Regions from separate parts of the Pan troglodytes genome. Here region 1 is linked to region 2. The links are chromatin contacts, called in public HiChIP or PLAC-seq maps. All regions are on one chromosome and are shown on one strand. Each heading gives the region's core, a stretch centred on a gene start, on an enhancer-like site or on the middle of the called end of the contact. The rest is flanking DNA. Distances are from core to core; before and after follow the strand shown. Region 1 holds the start of DTNA (dystrobrevin alpha). Region 2 holds the start of NOL4 (nucleolar protein 4).

Evidence for each region. HiChIP or PLAC-seq counts read pairs in DNA pulled down with a chosen protein or histone mark.
Region 1: a contact with region 2 is called in an H3K4me3 HiChIP or PLAC-seq map of stem cell-derived excitatory neurons, with 2.7 times the contacts expected there. The contact joins the promoter of DTNA here to the promoter of NOL4 in region 2. A contact is called at or near these places in 1 of 7 Hi-C or Micro-C datasets (induced pluripotent stem cells) and 1 of 1 datasets of contacts at active chromatin or transcription factors (stem cell-derived excitatory neurons).

Annotation. Positions count from the first base shown.
Region 1 is chr17:44,270,243-44,272,942 of NHGRI_mPanTro3-v2.0_pri, forward strand. It overlaps DTNA (dystrobrevin alpha), which reads left to right and starts at 1,252. Exons shown (of 21, transcript XM_054671771.2): 1 at 1,252-1,488.
Region 2 is chr17:44,001,472-44,004,313 of NHGRI_mPanTro3-v2.0_pri, forward strand. NOL4 (nucleolar protein 4) reads right to left here and starts at 1,422. Exons shown (of 11, transcript XM_063795583.1): 1 at 329-1,422.

The sequences.
Region 1 (2,700 bases), core at 2-2,501, 270 kb after region 2:
GAGTATGGTGCAAGTGTAAGAGAAGGGCAAGGTTAGACATAATTACCTTGGCCATTTAGAAGGTAGGAGGGTTAATGACAGGTTGAAATATAGGGCACATAGGCAAATGAGATGATTTGAACATGGAACAGAAATTAAGTAAAAAGAAAATAAGTGTATTTTGTACTTTCTTTGTGATAACTCACACCACCAAAATAATAAAGGTTTTTATCTGCAGTCATTCAGTATATGTATCTTGTTTCAACAACTAGATGTAAACTAAAGACAGATACTTATATTAAACTTCTTTCTATCCTTCAAAATGTAGCATAGCTCTTCATATACACCAGGTGAAAGGGGTTTGAATGACATATACAAATTATGAAATTGGTGACTACTTCAGAAACTTTGGCTAAAATTGCTTGAAATTACTATCTAAGGATTTAAACAATGCAATTGGATATAAATGTACGCATATACATGCCACATTCCTCCAAAAAGAAAGAAAATTATATGAAAACGTGAAATTGGAAATATAATACAAGAGAAAATTATATGAAAACATACATATAGTAAGATAAAATAATTTTCAATCTTGGTAACTTAAAAATAATCAACAATGTTTTCATTATTTTCAGTAAACTAAGTATCTGGGAATTGATCATAGTGAAAAAGCAACCTGTGAGTAGCTATGCAATTAATATTTATAGTAAGATACTGACTTATTATGTGTACTTGGATAGGTCATGTTATCTTACTTATGCTTCTGTGTCTCTGAAGTGACAATACTATTTGCCTTTTCATCCACCTCCTCTGCAAAGATGCTCTGCAAATAAATGAGGTAATGTTTGGGGAATGTTTGCAGCTTGGGAAAGAAACCCACTGCATACATCTAAGAATATTCCATATTCAAGCCTTGTATATTTTGCCTCTGTTTTAAATTGAAATTGTACTGTTTAAGTTCTTGGGTTCTGACCAAAATCTGGGTCAACATAAGAGAATAATTATTTTTAATTTTAAATCTGAGTCTCTGTTCCAATCTCCTGCACGTGTGAGGGAAAACTGTAGGAAATAAACAAAGCACATAAATCAAGCTTTGGAAGAGAAAAATCTCTATCTGAAGGATTTTTTTTTTTCAATGACGAGCGTGCCCACTATTTCCCTAGAGGAATATTTCGGTCCAGGAAGGAGGATAGTGCATTCAGCATGAGTGTGTGTGTGAGTGTGTGTGTGTGTGCTGTGCGTGCGCGCCCGCGGAGAGAGGGGCGGGGGAGGCGGATGAGGAGGATGAGATCATAGTTTCAGGATCCTCAGGAAACCCTGGTACTGGCAGCAGCCAGCCTCTGCTGTGCCCACATGACCCACAACTCTGGCAGCGGACCCGGCACTTCCAACATTATTAAATAATAAGAAAGCGGCTCCTACTCCAGGCTCAAAGCTCCCTGCAGACCAATGGACGCCTTCTAAGAGTTTGGCGAGTCAGTGACTGAAGCGCCCGTCCATTCCAAGGTGTGTGCACGGCGTTTTCTTCTTTGACAGCTCCGGAGTGGGGGAGGGCGCGGGGGTGGAGGGGGTCCGTGTGCCGGGCGAGGAGTGGGCGCGAGGCCGGGCTGCCGCGCTGCCCCCGGCCGCCCGGTGCAGAGGAGCCCGCCGCGGGGCGGGAGGTGCACATGACGCGCAGCCCCGGCTGCGCAGGGACCGCAGCCGCCCACGGCGCCGGGGCGCGGACACAGGCGGCTCGGCGCTGGAGCAAGGGCAGGCGCCGCTCACCGAGCAAAGTCAAGAGTGGAAGCGGGCGGAGAGCGCCGGCGGGGGCAGGGATTCGCCTCAACGCCCACTCGTGGGGTTCCCACCTGTGCGCCGGCGCCGGCCGCGGCTAGCGCGAAGCATGTGCCGGGCGCCGCAGCCAGGACTGCGGCGCGGCGCCTCCCCGGGCGGCGGGCGGCGCCTCAGGCCCGCGGGGCGGCGGTAGCGGCTGCTGCAGGATGTCCGGCCTGGGGGCGCGGGGCCGCGCAGGTAAATCTCCACAGCCCTCGAAGGCCTCCGCAGCGCCGCAGCCCCTGCTGCTGCCGCGGCGCCGCTCGGGGGGTGGCTATGGCAGCCGGCTCCTTCGCGTCGCGGGTTGAGTTGTTTTCGTTGTGGTCGCTGCCCTCTTGGTCATCCTCTCGGGCTGAGCTGGTGGGAGGTGGAGTGTCTACCTCCATTAGGGATGATACTCACGTCGGGGAACAGTCTGAGGGGTATTGACTGGGACATCCGCGATGGGTTCCTTTGCAGCCAGCGGCGTCCTTTCGTGTTGCAGTGCACTGCGGTGCCCGGGCCGATGCCTGGGTGGGAGTGGGCTCCGGGATCCGGGCCCCGGGGACGGGGGGCGGCGGGGGCGGGTGGGCACGGGGGTGAGTGTCTTCGGCTTTTATAGCCTGTTGCCCACTTCGAAGTTTTCTGCTGGACAGAGGGCAGGCGGGAGGTTCGTTCTGGTATCCGGAGTGGGAGTTGAAGAGAGGTGTCTGTCAAAAGACCAAAGCCAAAGAGAGAAGAGGGGTGGCGACGGCGAGGCTGGGACTCAGTGGTACCACTCCTGGGACTTGAAGGTAAAACTTTGCTGTTTAGTAGGCTTGGGGTATGGCTTTGGAAAGATAACTGTAGAACTTGGCCGTGAGGGGCGCAGGGGGAGGGGGCAGGGGAGGCGCCAATATTGGATGTGCCTTGCAGTGAAGCCTA
Region 2 (2,842 bases), core at 172-2,671:
GGTTTTGAATAATTAAAATCCCATTCCTTGGTTTATTAAAAATCCCAATATTGAATTGGGGTGGTCCCTAGACGCCTCGCCCCCGGGCTGCGTCCGGGGCTGGGCAGGTGGAGCGCAGCGCCGCCTCCCCGCGCGCGCCCCAGAAGCTTCCCCAGCCACTGGCCCCGTGGTCCAGGAGTGAGGGCTGCGCCTCTCCCGAAAGCAGCCGCCCGCCCAGCGCCTTTGAGCCCCGAAGGGCACACGGGTCCCGGATCTCTCCTTCCTCCTGGGTCCTGCTTTGACCTTCCCCACGACGGGTGTTAAGGGACTAGAAAGAGAAAGTTCTTACCTGTCATGTTTTTAAACCTATCAAATTCTGTTTTACAGAATTTTTTATCAAGATATTTTTAAAAACGGTTTAAAATGTCATTTCTTCAGATGCATTTTGAATAAATTCCAGCCCTGTATGTAGATTCTACGAGTTAAGTCCCAGAAATTAGCAAAGCATTGACGGAGATTTGGCCATAGTTCTACAGGATAGATTGTAGTGCCCCAAACAGATATCCGTTCCAGGGGGATGTGGGTAACCGAAGGCAGGCCGCTGGCGGCGGGTATCCCGAATAATGATGGGACCCCCAGACAGGACTCCTCTGGTTTCTGCTGAACAAGACATAGAAGTAAGTTTAGGATACAGATGCTTGAAACCCTTTGCACGAAATTAAAATATATACAGAAAGATCATTTTCCCCTTGCTTGGTCACAGTTTGCAGTTCACACGGGAGGTTTCAGTTGTCTATTTTCCCCCTGCCACGTCATGGACACCCCCTCCACTGCTCTGAGTAGCCAAATATGAGTTCCTCTGGACTATTTTTCCAAGCAGATGAAGTCAGCAGTTGCTCCATTCAGGACTTCCATCCATTTGTTTCCAGAGCTGGAAATAGGGGAGTTCCCATCCTCCTCGCGCGGCGGCTGCGGCCGCTCCTCTTTATTCTACTCTCACCCGAGGCCCGCGCCCGTCCCGGGGAGCGGCTCTGCCAGGAAAACGGCCCGACCAGTGCCCGGCGCCTGGGCTGCGTCCGAGCCCACCTTCTTCCCTCGTCGTCGTCTCCCAGACTAAATCCCGGAAAGGGAAAGCGGGATGTTTGCGCCCACCGCGCTGTAGCTGGTCCTGACACTTGCAAAATGGTCAGTGGCTCCTGCTCGGCCAGGCTGAGTGTGTGCGTGTGTGTGAGCAAGGGAGCGAGGGTGTGCGGTGTGCAGGGGGTGCGCTGTGTGTGCGCGCGTCTCCGGGAAGGTCTCGCGGCGGCTGGAGCCGGGACTGACAGCCCGGGCGGAGCGCAGGCAGCTCCACACACTAAACCTCTCGCCTCTCCCCTCACCCCCACCCCTCCCACTCCCCTCTCCTTCCCCCACCCTCCCCGGCCCCTTCCAAGCTCTCTGATTGGCCAATGGGACAAAAGTTTCTGTGGAGACGGCTGGGCGCTGACGTCACGGGCAGAATTGTCCCATTTAGGGATCCCGGGGGCAGTGCGCATGCTGCAGGCTGCAGGTTAGAGGCAGAAGGAGGTAGCAGCGGGCCCGGCGGCAGCCAGGTGGCAGAAAGGAGCACGCAGCATCCAGGTGGGGGGACGACTCCAGCAGGGTTTCCATGGAGATTCCTCTGGGTCTAGCCTAAAAACAGCAGATCAGCTGACACCATTAGCTCAGGACCTAATTACTGCTTATTGGAGCAACAAATGAGGGAAAGGGCCAGCTGCAAAGGAAGAGTTTTTATCCCCCCACCCCATTCCCCCATCTCCTTTCTCCCCCTCTCTCCATCCCTCTTGAGTCCCGGGTGAATTCTCATTAACTTGCAAGATTCCTGCAACAACAGCTCCCCTTCTCCAGAGGCCACCCCGAATGCTTTTATTCTTTTATTTCCTTCTTTTGTATTAAAAAGAAATGCTAAAATAAATCAGTTGTTGAGTCCTTGAATTTTTGTTCAATACGTATTAGACCATAGAGCTCAGAGAAGACACTGTCCAATGAAGTCACAAGTGAATCTAACACAAGGGACTTAGGGGAAAAATATCACTTTCAATTTATTGAGGTGAATCTTTAGATATTTCACATTTAAAAAAATCTTAATATCTTAAATACATAAATATTTGAAATACGCAATTGGACAGAAGATATCCTGAACCACCCTTCTAGTGGGGTATACTTCACAGGAGCAACTCTGTTAAGTTTCCCTTTGTGGCATCAGAGCTCAATTTAGTTAGATATTGGTCATGTGTTTCCTGGAAGTTTCTGGAAAGATAATTGGTCCTGGGGTAGTCATTCAAGAATAAGCTGGTTCTATGGATTTCACTTTCTCATATGGTTATAGTTCACAATTACAGAATTATTTTATGCAGCTTTTCATCTAAAAAGGCATCCCATCCCCTCTAAGCTTTATTTATGTACTTTCAGCCTCCAAAAACCTTCCTTAATCATTCAACTTAATATTAACTTTCTTCTATAATCATCTGTATTGTGTCTTTCAAACATTTTTTAGCCCTGTCTTGTAGTAAGCCATACACTTTACATTGACATGTAGTGCATACATACATTTGTTCTGCAAAAATTTTATGAAAACATCTATTTTATTACCTGCAATATACACTGATATTTGCCTTTTTCTCTCCTGTTGATTTTGTTATTATTATTTGGTAAAGTATAGTCCCAACAAAATAAATTTATTTTATGACCCAGTAAAGAATGACTGGCAACCTACAATTTGAAAAATATTGTTTTAGATCATAATGACTACACTGCTCCTTTTACCTTATTTATATTTTCATGTGAGTATGTTTTGTTGGTCAAATAAAATCTTAATTGGAAA